Regions from separate parts of the Mus musculus genome. Here region 2 is linked to region 1. A link is a contact called in public promoter capture Hi-C data. All regions are on one chromosome and are shown on one strand. The core of a region is the stretch at or near the end of the contact, and the rest is flanking DNA. Distances in the headings are between cores, read along the strand shown.

Evidence for each region. Capture Hi-C pulls out chosen DNA fragments and counts their contacts.
Region 2: a contact with region 1 is called in a promoter capture Hi-C map of pancreatic islet. The contact joins two enhancer-like sites. A contact is called at or near these places in 3 of 9 other capture datasets (adipose tissue, liver and pancreatic islet).

Annotation. Positions count from the first base shown.
Region 1 is chr17:65,840,088-65,847,394 of GRCm38.p6, forward strand. It overlaps Ppp4r1 (protein phosphatase 4, regulatory subunit 1), which reads left to right. Exons shown (of 20, transcript NM_001114131.1): 20 at 770-1,839. The coding sequence ends at 933. Among named protein-coding and RNA genes, the nearest start is that of Ralbp1, 41 kb to the right of the region's middle. Within about 2 kb of position 3,159, at least 11 of the 459 cell types and tissues checked have an H3K27ac peak or open chromatin away from gene starts, as enhancers often do. A contact at or near this core is called in pancreatic islet, where this site is marked.
Region 2 is chr17:66,036,922-66,044,228 of GRCm38.p6, forward strand. Ankrd12 (ankyrin repeat domain 12) reads right to left here. Exons shown (of 13, transcript NM_001025572.1): 4 at 5,612-5,680; 5 at 572-718. Among named protein-coding and RNA genes, the nearest start is that of Ankrd12, 36 kb to the right of the region's middle. Within about 2 kb of position 4,115, at least 9 of the 459 cell types and tissues checked have an H3K27ac peak or open chromatin away from gene starts, as enhancers often do. A contact at or near this core is called in pancreatic islet, where this site is marked.

The DNA of each region.
Region 1 (7,307 bases), core at 1,909-4,408:
CTTGACTGTGGGCATTGTGGCTGAGGTAGGAGGCTCGTCTTTCCCTTCGTTCTCTAAGTAGGAGCCAGGCACCTGGCAGTATGTGTTTTGTTGGTTTTAGTACTGTGACTGCCTTCTCCAAATGCCACATGAAGTTGAGTGTGTGAGCTCATGGACAAGATATGGAAGAAATGTAGAGTAAGTCATAGTACAGGAATAAGCCAATACTGCTTTTTTCCTTGCTTTTTGTATATTTTTACTTTTTTGTCTTGTCTTGTTTTGTCTTGTTTTTTGAGACCGGGTTTCTCTGTGTAGCCTTAACTCTGTAGGCAAGGCTGGCCCCTAACCTAGAACCCAGAGATCCACCAGCCTCACCTCCCGAGTGCTGGGATTAAAGGTGTTCATTACCACTGCCTGGCTCGATCTTCCCCCAATCCCATATACATTTTCAAAAGAACAGTAAAATGGCTTTCCCCCTTAGAAAAGGGGTCTGGGTGTGATTGGTGTTTATCTGCTCTTTTCCTTTTTCTGAGCTGAAAATAGCTGGAACTGTTTTAATAAGCATGAGCTTATTCACCGTCAAGAGATTTGCCTATCACCAAAACAATCTCACAGTCCCTCTTAAGTTAGTGCTGCTTTCCCTGCACCGGTGAGCTTACAGATGGCTGAGTCCGCGCACAGTGCTTACTCAGGGAACTATTGTGCAGGCAGCGAGCCTTCTGCACCTGACTGTACTTGACTAAACTCCCAAACACCAAGACTAATGTTGTGTCCTGCACATCGTTTCCAGAGTACTTCTTAGCCTCTGCCAGCTGTCACCAGGAGGCCGTGGAGCAGACAATCATGGCCCTGCAGATGGACCGAGACAGTGATGTCAAGTACTTTGCAAGCATTCACCCCTCCAGTACCAAACTCTCTGAAGATGCAATGAGCACAGCTTCCTCCACCTACTGACCCACGGTGTCCATCCTGCATCCGCAAGAGCCTGGCCTCGACTGCCTGCACCACTCGGGACAGCTGTGGTGGGGGCCTTCCTCCTGCCAACTCATTCGCAGGTGCAGGTTGCCTACTCCCAATACCAGTGGTTTTAAGAGTCAAGAGAAAGTACAGTAAACACTATTATCTTATCTTGACTTAAGGGAAAGTAAATCTCAGAGGATTATAATTGTCACCAAAGCCTTAACTCGTTCCTTCATCTTCCTGACTGATGGCTTGAATTGGCAGAGCATTTTCCCTTCGGGAAGGATGAGGTTCCCAGAGACCTGCGTTGCTTTCTTCTGGTTTTATTTAACGGCTGATAAATGACATTCTTACGGCCAGAAGGTGGATGTGCACCGGACAGGAAAGGCCTTCAGTATTAGCCTAAGCATTTCTTCTAGGTGCTGAGCCTGTTCAGCTCCTTGGCTGCCCTGCCCAGCCCAGCCCTAAGTGTGAATAGTTCTTGGCGTGTATAAATGACAAAGGAGTTTTTCCTCTCCTAAGGGCTTGATGTTAACACTAAATAGAATCTGATTTTGACTCCTAATGCAGCACATTGCTGTACACATTTACAGAATGTTTGCAGAATCTCTCCTGATATTTTTCATGCTGGTCATGACCTGAAGGAAATTTCTTAGCACGAATATTGTGTCAGGTATTTTTAACTTGATCATGGTCAGCTCTGAGGTGCAACTGTGTCTTCCCGTGCTGCACCCCTGTGACCACTCTGGGGTGTGCAGCCTGAATCATGCTGTTAGAACTGTTGTGGTACAAGCTCCAAATAAAATTTATTAATAGGATCTATAAAGAGAGACACCACCCACTTTGTTTCCTAAATGTCTACAAATAAATGCAGTATGTGGCCTGTATTACTTAGCATAAGATGGGAGAAAGGCGTTTGTCTTTAGCTCAGTGTTCACCTGTCAGCCCTCCTCTTGGCAGGCGGCAGCAGCCTGAAGTCCAGGCTGCTATGAACACCACCTACTCAGTGCGCCATGGAAGGGCAGCCAGGGCGGGTGTTGGCTTCACTTGAGGACTGACCCAGCCTTAGGATGCTAAGCCTTAGCTTCCATCCACGACCCCTTCGGCCTTGCAGCTTCCATGGTGGGAGAGCGCGCACCTTCACGGGTGGCCCCTGACCTCTGCAGGAGTGCAATCCAGGTAGGTGGTTCCAGGCCCTGCTGCTCCCTGGAACTGACTCACCCTCTCTCACCTCTCAAAACCAGGACCACATGAAACAGCTACCAAACCTGAGATGCAGATTTGCCCACCCTGGACCACACCTTGTATGTGCTGACCCTGAGTAAACATCCTTCCCAGAGCTTGACTCAGTGTGTTGGTCTCACTACCCAGTGACTAGCATCAATTGTCCCAGTAAAGCCAAGGTTTCACTCATTCTTGTTACTCACAGCTCACTTTTCAGCCCTAGCGGAACAAAACAAGATTCTTTATTCAACATGTCACACAAACAACAGTAGGCCCCCACTGCTGGTATTTCTCTCAGTATTTCCCACCTTTCCACACAATTGCTCACTGAGCCATGAGCCTCAACAGCTTCTGCAGAGCAGCATTCCCAATCCATCTGAAACTCTCCCCTAAACAGCGGAGCCTTGTCCGTCTGTCTGTCCCAGCAGGGCTCCACCCCAGAAGCGCCTTCCATTCTAGTCTGCTTTCCAACGCTGAGAATAAATACCACGGTCAGAAGCAGCCTGGGAAGGAATGGGTTCATCTCTGCTGACAGGTTACAGTTCATTATGGAGGGAAGGCGGCCAGGGCAGAAGCCTGGAGCAGGAACTGAAGCAGACACCTGAGGGGCAAAGCTCACCGGCTCAGCGTGTTTATATACCTCAGGCCCACACTGGGCTGGGCATTCCCATGGCAATCATTACTCCAAGAAGAAATCCCGTCTGACGGAGGCAGTTCCTTAACTGACATCTCTTTCTAGACAAAGCTGCTATCTTGTCCAGTTGTCAAAACCTAGCACAGGAAAGAGTTGGCTGACTGGGTTTGTCTTTATCCCAGTCCATCACTGAGGGAACCCAGGAGGGACACTGCTGACTAGCCTGCTCCCCGTGGCTTACTCAGCCCACTCTCTTGTACAGTTCAGGACCATCTGCCCAGAAAATGTCACACAGGCATCTCTGATGGAAGCTACTTTCCTCCTAGTGACTCACTTGTGCCAAGCTGACCAAAAGTAACCAGCACACCGTGTCACCTTTTAATGTCAGTTCCTCAGTAGCTGACTGTCCAGAAGCAGCCAGAGCTGCCAGAATGGCAGCCTGCTAAAAAAAAGAAACACAGCCATTAAACCTGCAGAGCCAGGTCTCTCAGGCAAAAGCAACAGCAAACCAATTAGTACTTGAAGTAGTTTTCCTGATGTAAAAGCAAGTACAGATATAATGTATTCCCATGACAGTTTGTGACTAGTACACAGTAGTAATAAGTGCCTTGTAGCTACTTCATACTGTGTAGCTAGCCTTGGGGAGCCTATAGGCTGCTGAGTAGGCAAATGCTCAGCTTCTCACCCCAAAATGGAGTAAAAGAGGCTATTCTGGAGCCAGAAGAAAGTGGTCACGGAACAGGCTTAGCTCCCCACAAACACCATATTCCAACATGGCAAAGTTTCGTGACGTTTTTCTAGTAAGTAGACAAAGGTGGTAAATCGAGATGTATTTTTCAGCTACCCTGGTGGAAACACCAGGCGGGTGGGTAGAACACACTGACCTCTGCTGCAGGACTCAGGTTCCCTAGCCACAAGCTTGGTGTGCGTCCTACCGGAAACTCATAGTTTGCTGAGAATTCATTGTGAGGAGTTTTGATAGTGACAGTGAACAAGGAATGGTTTTCAGAGAAACTAAGAGGAGCACAAGAGAATTTGGTCTGCAATATTTTAACTCCCTGGTCACCATGTGGTCTTGTAGGATCTTTAGTAACACTTTAGCCCCTCCCCACTTCTGTTCCTTGCAGAGAAGCCATATTCTTCAGAGGCAGCTTGCTCACCTCTCCCCAGCCCGTCTCTCTCCCCTTTGTTTACAAGTATTTGCAGTTTCTGACTTAAGAGGCAACAGAGACTGTCGCCTGTGTCCTTTTGCTGACTGCCTCCTACTCCCTTATCCCACCCCGGAACTAGAGTTCCTGCTTGCTTGCGTGGTTGCCCAGGGAATGGCCATTTCTTTGGTACATAACCTTTTTCCTGAAGCTTTGGGAGTTAACCATGATACCAACACTTTAGATTTTCTTAACCCCCTAGAACTTCAAATAGAGCAGCTATCCCAGGGGAGCAACAATTGTAAAATTGGCAGCTTTTGTCAAAGACAAAAGTTGGCTCGTCTGGCTGCTTGGCAGGCAGTAGGCAGCATGGCCCCAGCGCTCTTTAATGCTTTCTCTACTTAGAGCTGGAATTTTGAGATCTACCTACCTGCGGTCTACAGCCTACAGCCCCAGACAGCAGCCAGGAGGATGAGCATATATAGCCCAGGGAGAATCTCTTCCTCCATATCCACCTGTCCTGACTATGCTGGAACCCCCAGTCCCAGGGTAATTGGAAAGACACTAGTTTCTCGTCTCAAGCTGTAGTGACCATAAGTGCCGCCATTTGGAAAAGGCTGGGCAAGTGTCAGCTTGGCCCTGGGTCACGTTCATGTAAAATGCTAGGCAGCAGGGATGTGTGCCCAGGGGTGGGGGAGGAGGGGCAAGGAAGCAGGATTCTAGAAGCTCAGTCCCGACGAATCAATGTGAAACAGGAGGAATAGTAAGGTTCATATACTCAATGGAATACTATTCCACTGTAAATAATGAAAGCATTAAACTTGCAGGTTAAGTGGGCAAAACTAGAAAGTAGTATACTGAGCTCCTGCCCCCCCCAAAGAAAACAAACACAATATTTGTTTTCTTATTTGTAGATGGTAGCTCCGAATCTTCAGATGCAAATATACCTGGAGTAATCAGATACCAGAGAAACGGGATGGTGTTGTGGGAAACACTAGATGGATAGAGACCTGCCTGCAGGAGAGGGAGAAGGGGTAGCGAACACTAAGGCTACTGAAACGCTACAGACAACATTGCACCATGACTCAAAATTACAGAGCCAGCTGTGGTGTGCACCTTTGCCGCTCAGCACTCAGGAGGCAGAGGCAGGTGGATCTCTGAGTTTTAGGATAGCTAAGCTAAAGACTTTGTCAGAAAACCTTATGTATATTATCTATGTTAACATACAAACATGTAAGTTCATATGTAGTTCAGTGGAAGTTTTGCCAATTAGTGACACTTCCTCCAAAATACACAGAACAGCTAACAGACATCATCTCAGTGCTGGGCACAGGGAGCCTCCTTTAGAGTTGCTGGCCAGTGGGCAGTCCAAGAGATCCCCAAACGATACAGGCCTTGTTGTTGTCGTTTATGCCGTCCAGGAAAAAAAAGACAAAACCCTACTGCTGAAGGCAACCACACACTTCCAACACAGGATTTAACCTGGAAGCCTTCTCGCTGGGGACTGGCTCTCAGGATGGAACCATGCAAGCCGCTCACAGCAATGCTATTATCAGTACCATCTTGCTGTAATACATTAGTGACCATGTTGAAGTAATGGCTTGTACATCCTATGGGTAGCCAGCAGTCGCCTTGTTGGACTTAAGGCCCACTTAGTAGAGAATTCATGCCTAGCTCTATGAACTCAGCCAGGTACCACGTATGCCTGATGAGGACCTGGAGCCCAGATGGCCTGCAGCCACTTCCCTCACCAGGGTCATTCTAAACTCATCCCCATAACCACAGATTGTCAAAAGCTTCTTTTTTGCAGCAGGCAGAGATTACAGAAAGCCACAGCTGGTGATATGCAGAGATGGACTGAGGTGTTTGATCCAATCAATATATCTGCAATACGATTTGTACACTGAAGGCTGGTGAGCAGGAGCGGGGGAAGAGGATAGTCTAAGCCAGAGGACTAAGACATCTGTCTGACAGTCTCTTCTTAAACCGACAAAAGGACAGACACACAGAGGGATGAGGTGATAGGATCAAAGTATGTTATATATGAAATCCCATAAAAATAAGATATATTTACTATGTAAAAAGATATTTAATACTAATTAACAATCAAGAAAAGACACCCAATGTCAGCCTCTGGCCTCCACACACCATACATACAGTAATAGACTTACCTACAATAGACATACAACAGACATACAGTAACACACAAAATAAACTGTTGATGCAGTCTTGCCTGTGCCCTGGCGCTTCATGACAATATGCAGATTATGTCCTCAGGAAACGTCTATGCCTTAAAGCCCTACACTAGGGATTAAATCTAATAAACCTTCCTTTTTGAAATGAGGATTTTTGTTTTGTCAATGAGAAATGAAGCCCTACAGGATAAAATTGCTTACTGGGGGTGAAGCATGCAAGCTATGTATTTCCTGTGCCTCCCTGAAAGCCGTTTCTCACAGTTGAGAAGCCCAAGCCCCAACACTACCAGACACCCAGGGCCCCTTCGCCTGAAGTACATACACACCTGAAGAGAGGCAGGAGCCTGCACCTTGCTGAAGACATCACCAGAGGACATGGTACTGAGCAGACGTGAAGCAGTTTTAAAAATTAACTACAGCTCACTGCAAATGAAGCTATTCCTCTTTCCTCTGTCAAACTAGAACAACTTTTCATGGGTCGTACTAATTGAATGGTGGCAAAACTCCAGATTAGAGGGGACAAGCATCCAGGCTGGAATTGGGCAGTGGGGGACGTGGACACAGCAGCAGCACCTTACTGCTCTGCAGAGGGAGCCTGTATATGGGAATTTAAGGACCCTGCTACTTGGTCCTTACTTCCTGGGTCTCCTGAAGTCCAGTATAGAACCATTTACTAATTATGCATCATCTTACAAATGTGTAATCTTATCACAATCTCTCTACCTAGTTGATAGGGGTCTTTGATTTGTTTCTACTGAAGAATATCAACTAAGCTTAGATCATACTCAGACGAATAAAACATTAGCAAAACGACCTGGAGGAAGGTTCCAGAAAGCCCAGTCTTCAGCTGGATTCACCAGCCAGGGTATATATTGTGTGTGTGTGTGTGCGTGTGTGTGTGTGTGTCACCAGCCAGGGTATATATTGTGTGTGTGTGTGTGTGTGTGTGTGTGATATTGTGTGTGTGTGTGTGATATTGTGTGTGTGTGTGTGTGTGTGTGTGTGTGTCACCAGCCAGGGTATATATTGTGTGTGTGTGTGTGTGTGTGTGTGTGTCACCAGCCAGGGTATATATATTGTGTGTGTGTGTGTGTGTGTGTGTGTGTGTGTGTGTGTGTCACCAGCCAGGGTATATATTGTGTGTGTGTGTGTGTCACCAGCCAGGGT
Region 2 (7,307 bases), core at 2,865-5,364, 200 kb after region 1:
AACTGTTCCTGCATAGGACTTGGGTTTAGATCCCAGCCCACACCTGCAGCTCCCAACAGTTTCTAACTCAAGTCCAGAGACTCCAACACCTCTTCTAATTTCAACATGCTCCTGTATGAACGTGGCAGGCACACACACATACTCAGGTGCGTGCATACACACACACACACACGCACACACACTCTCATAAAAATAAATAATTTCCTAAAAAATGTTTAAATTTTATCTTAAAAGTTAAGGATTTATTTTATTTTTAAAGAAATTTACATAGGATCCCACTTACAAATACTTCAATTTCAAATCACAGGTCTTATTTAACAAGCACTTACTTACCGCCCAGGAAACAGAGGATTCTTGCTCTTACAGACCTTGTAATCCAATGTTGGATACAATAATAAAATGTCACGCACACAATGAGAAAATTAAAAACTGATGTTATGAATAGTGCTGATTAAATACAATAAAGGATACAATTTCAAACTAGTAAAAAAGAACTGTTAAAGACAAAGTTACCCTGACCCTAGGCCAGCTGAGAAGACACAGTAACTCAATGGCTGTGGATGTCAATCACCTGGGCTGTTGTCCCTTGCTGTCATCTGCATTAGGAGTGCCATCTGCTTTCGTTCAGAAAGTGGATAACCAAAAAGAATGCTAACTGGGGTGGACTTCTTAGTTCCAGCTTCTTTTTTTGTTTTCTTCTTCTCTGGACCTTCTTTTTCTGCAATGATTAATAAAATGCGTAAGAATCTAAGACAAAAGTAAGTAATCAAGACAACCTCTGTGACAGATGGTATGCAAACAGATAACGTGTGTTTACTAGTGGAAGCCAGACAAAAATGCTGAACTTACGTAAGCAGTATTTTCTCTGAAAGATCTAGAAAAATATATTCTTGATTCTACCATCAGAAAAAAACTACTAGTAACATTTTAGTTTTAACTATGCACTTTATTAAAGTGTAATGTCCTTACCAATTCAAACAGTCCTAGCTACAGCTCCCCCTTGGTCTCTCTAAGGACTGTTCTGGGACTCCCTATGGGTAATAAAACTTGCAACTGCTCAATTCTCTCAGGAAAAAGGATTCAAGATTTGTACACAACCTATGTGTCTCCTCCCATATCCTTTTGAATTATGTATAAATTACGTATAACAGAAAATATTATGTTAATTTTATGAAACAGTTGCTATACTACATTGTTTAGGGAATAATGACAAGAAAAAGATTCTGTTGGTTTTTTCCCCCTGAGTATTCTTGTTTATGATCAATTGAATCTGGTGACAAGAAGCCAACTGTATTATATCTTTAAAACTTCTCTTTCACACAATATCTAATATTGCTGCTAATACTACATACCAATGAGCCATATAATTATCCCCCTTATTCTAGCAATGACTTGCACAATTTTGCAAGAGGCTGAGCATTTAAAGTCACCACATAGAACAATTACTGAAGAAAAGCCACCATCAATGCACTGCAGCGATTGGACAGCTTAACATGGAACAATACCAATCAAAGCTAACTATGCACAAACTAAAGATTCTGTGTGGCTTGGCGTTAACCATGCCCTGCAAAGATACAAAAACTCCTGAACCTTTCTCAAAGATTAAAAGAGTAAACCATCCCAAGTCAGATTTGGCTGTTCCGAGCCCCCAGCAGCTCAGCACGCACGGCCATCTGCGTTGGGGGAACTCAGTCTGCACTGGATGCTACAGGTAGAAGACACTTTGTCTTCTTCTTTTAGGAATTCACCTGAATTAATTCAGACACCCAATATAAGTGAATCAAAGGTCTGCTTATACTTTAGATATATATTTCTGGAATTTAAAATTCAGGTTTAGAGATACCCAAAAAAGGAACTATAAAAACTATTTGCAAAATTTGAAATTAGCAAAAATTAAATAGAAGTAAATCTAACAAGTTTTAAGAAATCAACTAAAATACAATATCAAAAGACACAAGAAGTTAGTGATTGGCTCAGTGTACCATCTCCAGTTAGTCAGAAGAAATTGGTATCCTAGTGCTCCAGAAAATGAGGTGGTAATACTTCCAACTTTGTTGCTCAGAAGTGATTCAAATTATTCTGTGAGCTCCTATCATGCCCATTGTTTGAATGTCTGATTTTTCCAAACAAAACCAAATGTTTCAAGACTTACTTAAAAAAAATCATCACTGTCTTCTTTCATTTTCATCATCTCTATACTATCATTAATAATGAAGTGTTTCATATAATTATTATATAGTCCCAAAGATGTCGTTGGAGAACACTTTTTTTTTCTTAATACAGACTCTTTCTGGTAATAAGTCCCTGTAGATCTTTGTTTCCTAAAGTTAGGAAAGGAACAACTACTGTTGTTCTTAATGGCTTTCCATTTGATAACAATTTTTTTTTTTTTTTTTTTTTTTTTTTTTTTTTTTTTTTGGTTTTTCGAGACAGGGTTTCTCTGTATAGCCCTGGCTGTCCTGGAACTCACTTTGTAGACCAGGCTGGCCTCGAACTCAGAGATCCACCTGCCTCTGCCTCCCGAGTGCTGGGATTAAAGGCGTGTGCCACCACGCCCGGCTAACAATTTTTAAATATAGTGAATGTATTTCTCTACTAGAATCAAAATATTTAGTATTACAAACACTAATAGAAAGTTGGGAAACTGTTCCCACGAGAAGAAGTCCAATCTGGCACAAGAGTATACTCTAACTCATACTTCCCTCCTGTGGGTCTGACACAGGTCCTGGCTTTGTAGCTAAGGCTGTTTTCAAACTGTCAAAAGACAGTTCATGCTGGGCCTGCACCCAAGGCAGAGGCAGGAAGACTTCTCTGAGTTCAAGGCCAGCCAGAGCTACACAGTGAGACCCTTGCTACCTCCTTCCACCACAAAAAAAGAAAAAATAATACTTTAAAGTGTATCTGCCTGGGTGTACTGTCTAGTTTTGTGTCAACTTGACACAGCTGGAGTTATCACAGAGAAAGGAGTTTAAATTGGGGAAGTGCCTCCATGAGATCCAACTGTAAGGCATTTTCTCAATTAGTGATCAAGGGGGAAAGGGCCCATTGTGGGTGGTGCCATCTCTGGGCTGGTAGTCTCAGTTCTATAAGAGAGCAGGCTGAGGAAGCCAGGGGAAGCAAGCCAGTAAGCAACATGGCCCTCCATGGCCTCTGCATCAGCTCCTGCTTTCTGACTTGGTTGAGTTCCAGTGCTGACTTCCTTGGTGATGAACAGCAGTATGGAAGTGTAAGCCGAATAAACCCTTTTCTCCCCAACTTGCTTCTTGGTCATGATGTTTGTGCAGGAATAGAAACCCTGACTAAGACACTGGGCTATAGAAAAGACAGACTAGCAAATGAATACATATGTAACTACTTCAGAAAATGACAAGTTGGATCAAACACACACCATTTTTACCCTTGCATTCAACATAAACTGTTTTTCTGAATTACCAGAATCATCTTTCTGAATTTACATTTTACATAAACTAGGAAAAGAAAGTTAACTCAATAATGGCTCGTGTAAATAGCAAAATCTGAGACAATTAGACTATTTTTTAAAATTGTTAAGTATTAGACAGCTATATTTCAAAGTTTGAGTTTTGTGCGGTTTTGGTTGTTGTTTTGGAGCAGGCCCTCTGTGGCAGGATTAGCAGGGCTCCCTGTACAGCTAGCAGCTCCAGCCTGAACTCCTATGACCTCCATCTGTCAAGGGCTGGGGCCTACAGTGGGCACACCTGCCTATGTTGTAAAATGTAAACAGTCAGTAAGACTATGTGGGATCTATCCTGTGAAATACCAGCCTGGCCTCTATGTCTTAGTAACTAAAACACATGCTCATTTGTTCTAATGGGCCAAAACTTTAAAACAGGGACACTAATAAAAAGAATCACTTTTCACTGTCTAACCCAAATCTAAAGTTCCACTTAGTCTCTTTAGAGATTATTAAGGAAAAAATCTGAGACATCTACCTAATACTAATCAAAATAAAAACAGAAATAGCTTTTTACATTAAATCAATCTTTCTCTCCTTTACTCTTTAACATTTGGAGCTTCAGAAACAGAGCGTTCCCATCTTACATTATAGAAAATTAGTGCTTTCCCCCCTCTTCCTGTCATATTAAACAGAACACTCAAGACTGCCATTTCCTGTAAGTAAGCGTAGAGTGTTATTACAGAGAAGAGACAGAGTTTTTTCTTGGGAAGATATTTCCCAGCAAAGTTAATGGAGGCAAGAGAACAAATTAACACAACTGCATTCGCAATGTTTGCACTACAGTCCTGGGGGCAGGGCCGTCAAGCTCAGGTGACCTCAGGCTACTTTGTCATGTTTGGGCTGGTCTTAGTGCTTAGCAGTCTCCTTTTGGAAAGACACTAATTCCACAGCAAACAATGTCCTCAGGACCTGCTGGCTTCTCCCTTCAATGACAGTGTTAAGGAAGGATTAGTTGTTCACCACTCCAGACAGCCCCACGATGTACAGGGTAAGTAAACCGGATGTTAGAAACAGAAGGTATATATATTTTCTACCTCTATAGCTAAGGATTATATGCTAATAACTAGGCAGAAATACCCAGGGACTATACTAGATTTTTATTTAAGTAAGTTCAGAGCTAGAAAGACTAATTTTAAGAAAAAAGATCAATCAAAATAAGCCAAACTGGTCCTGCCAAGTGCAGTGGTGCACACCTTAAAACCCAGCACTCAGGAGGCAGAAGCAGGAAGATCTCTGTGAGTTTGAGGTCAGCTGAGTCTACAGGGAGTTCTAAGCTACCAGGGTTATTCAGTGAGACCTCATCTCAAAAACAAATAATTAGGGTTGGAGAGATGGCTCAGAGGTTAAGAGCACTGACTGCTCTTCTGAAGGTCCTGAGTTCAAATCCCAGCAACCACATGGTGGCTCACAACCATCTGTAATGAGATCTGATGCTTTCTTCTGGGGTGTCTAAAGACAGCTACAGTGTACTTACATATAATAATAATTTTTTTAAAAAACCAAATAATTAGTTTTATTCTTTATTAATGAGGTGATTGAGTCCCAAACAATTAGAGCTATTATCAACCATAGAAGCTCTAACACGGACGTCAGTAGGGGCGTTTGTCTAGGTGACCTATCTGATATTTTAATCTACTTACAGTTAAATTCTACCCAGGAAGCAAAATCAATAAATACTAAAGAATTTGGTGGATAATATTTTTAAATATGTATACCAAAGAAGAAATAACATTACTAGACAAGTAACAAGACCCTTTTCATGAAAATGAGTGTACTTGTGAAGACTTTACAAGGCAAACTAAGGGCTTGGGCTCCCACTCTCAGGGAGGCGTCTACTGCGCAGAGCCGCAGGGAGGAGCCACTTGCATGGCTTCTTACATGACTGGGATTCCCACACTCTCCTGTACCAAACCCAAGTGGAGCTTATGACAACCCTACTATGTTCAGAGACACCATGTGCTGGGTGGGTATCTCACTCAGAACAGAAGCTGAAAGTGTTGGTGAATTCATAATGGTTCATTTAATTTAGCAAACATATGTATAAACTGGTTTCAAAATAAGTTCCTTATAATATAGTACCCAAATAAACATGACAGAACCCACGGGCTGAACAGGAACACCTGATGATCTAATTACCTGAGTATGTCCTGTAAGAAGATATAAGTCTCTCCCCCCAATTTTCACTTGTATGTCCTGGGTCTGAATCTACAGAATGAAAAGAGACAGGAGAAAAGGAAAAAGCAAACGGAGGGAAATGCAGAGTTCAACATAGCAACATCTCTGATAGACCACCAGTTAGTCAGGCATTGGTATGTCTCTGGCTTTACTTCAAAAACACTATTTGGGAAAAATAAAAGACATTTAAAATACAGGTCTGGCCAATATATAATATTTCAATTTCCTGAGTACCTTGAAGCTTAGAAATGCAGCCATATAGTTTCTATTACACCATGATATTGCTTATTATTATAGTTCTTTAAATGCCATTTTTAAGTCTGTCAATAATGTTAAGAGACTGTGTTCTTATTAGAATTTGCCCTGCCAAGGGCAACTTTTATTTGTCAAATAGTTGAATTTGCCAAAATAAGTTGAATCAAACATATTTTCTATAAGGGCCAAAATGATTCCCACCACAGAAGAGCATCTATGCATGTCAGTCCCCGAGACCACAAACTGTCTGTGCACTGTGCCATGCCAAGTGATATGGATTACTGCAGCGTTTACTACTAAAACCAGAAATCATCCAACATCATCAGCCTATAACCTCGTCAGAACACGGACCTCTGCCTAACAATTAGTAACAGCAACGGAGGACTCTGATCATACACCCAGAGCAGGGTTTCTATTCCTGGACAAACATCATGACCAAGAAACAAGGTGGGGAGGAAAGGGCTTATTCAGCTTATACCTCCAGACCGCTGTTCATCACTAAAGGAAGTCAGGACTGGAACTCAGGAAGCAGGAGCTCACTTTTACTATTTTTTGTGTGTGTATATGTGTGTGGGTGGTGGTGGGTGGTGGTGGGTGGGTGGGTGTTGGTGGGTGGGTGTCACTTTGTTGGTGTATTGACATATAATGTATCTTTTCAGAATCATTATTATAAATACAATTAATGACTTTAGTTAAATATGACTTATCTGATGTTTCGAAAAAATTAGAAAACAATCACAAAAAATAACCTATATGCCAGGCATGGTGGCGCACGCCTTTAATCCCAGCACTCGGGAGGCAGAGGCGGGCAGATTTCTGAGTTCACGGCCAGCCTGGTCTACAAAGTGAGTTCCAGGACAGCCAGGGCTATACAGAGAAACACTGTCTTGAAAAACCAAAAAATAAAATAAAATAAAATAAAATAACCTATACGTATGAAATAAATAAATGTGAAAACTTTAACTGTGAAACATTTTTAAAAGATTTATTTATTATATGTAAGTACACTGTAGCTGTCTTCAGACACCCCACAAGAGGGCATCAGATCTCATTACGGATGGTTGTGAGCCACCATGTGGTTGCTGGGGTTTGAAATCAGGACCTTTGGAAGAGCGTCAGTTCTGACTGTTAAGCCATCTCTCCAGCCTGAAAAGCTTATTGAAAGCCGTTTAAATCATTTGAACAGATTAACACAATGGCTCAAGTGGACTTTTAAGTATATTTACTAATAAAGTTAAGTATTAATAGTTTAACCGATTACCTTATCTTCTTTTGGAAGTATCCAATCTGCTCTGACCCTATATACTATTTGGCTTCGTTTGTTTATTTATTTAATAATTTTTGAGAAAAGGTCTCACCACACACCTCTGGAACTCACTATACAGACCAGGCTGGCCTCTTA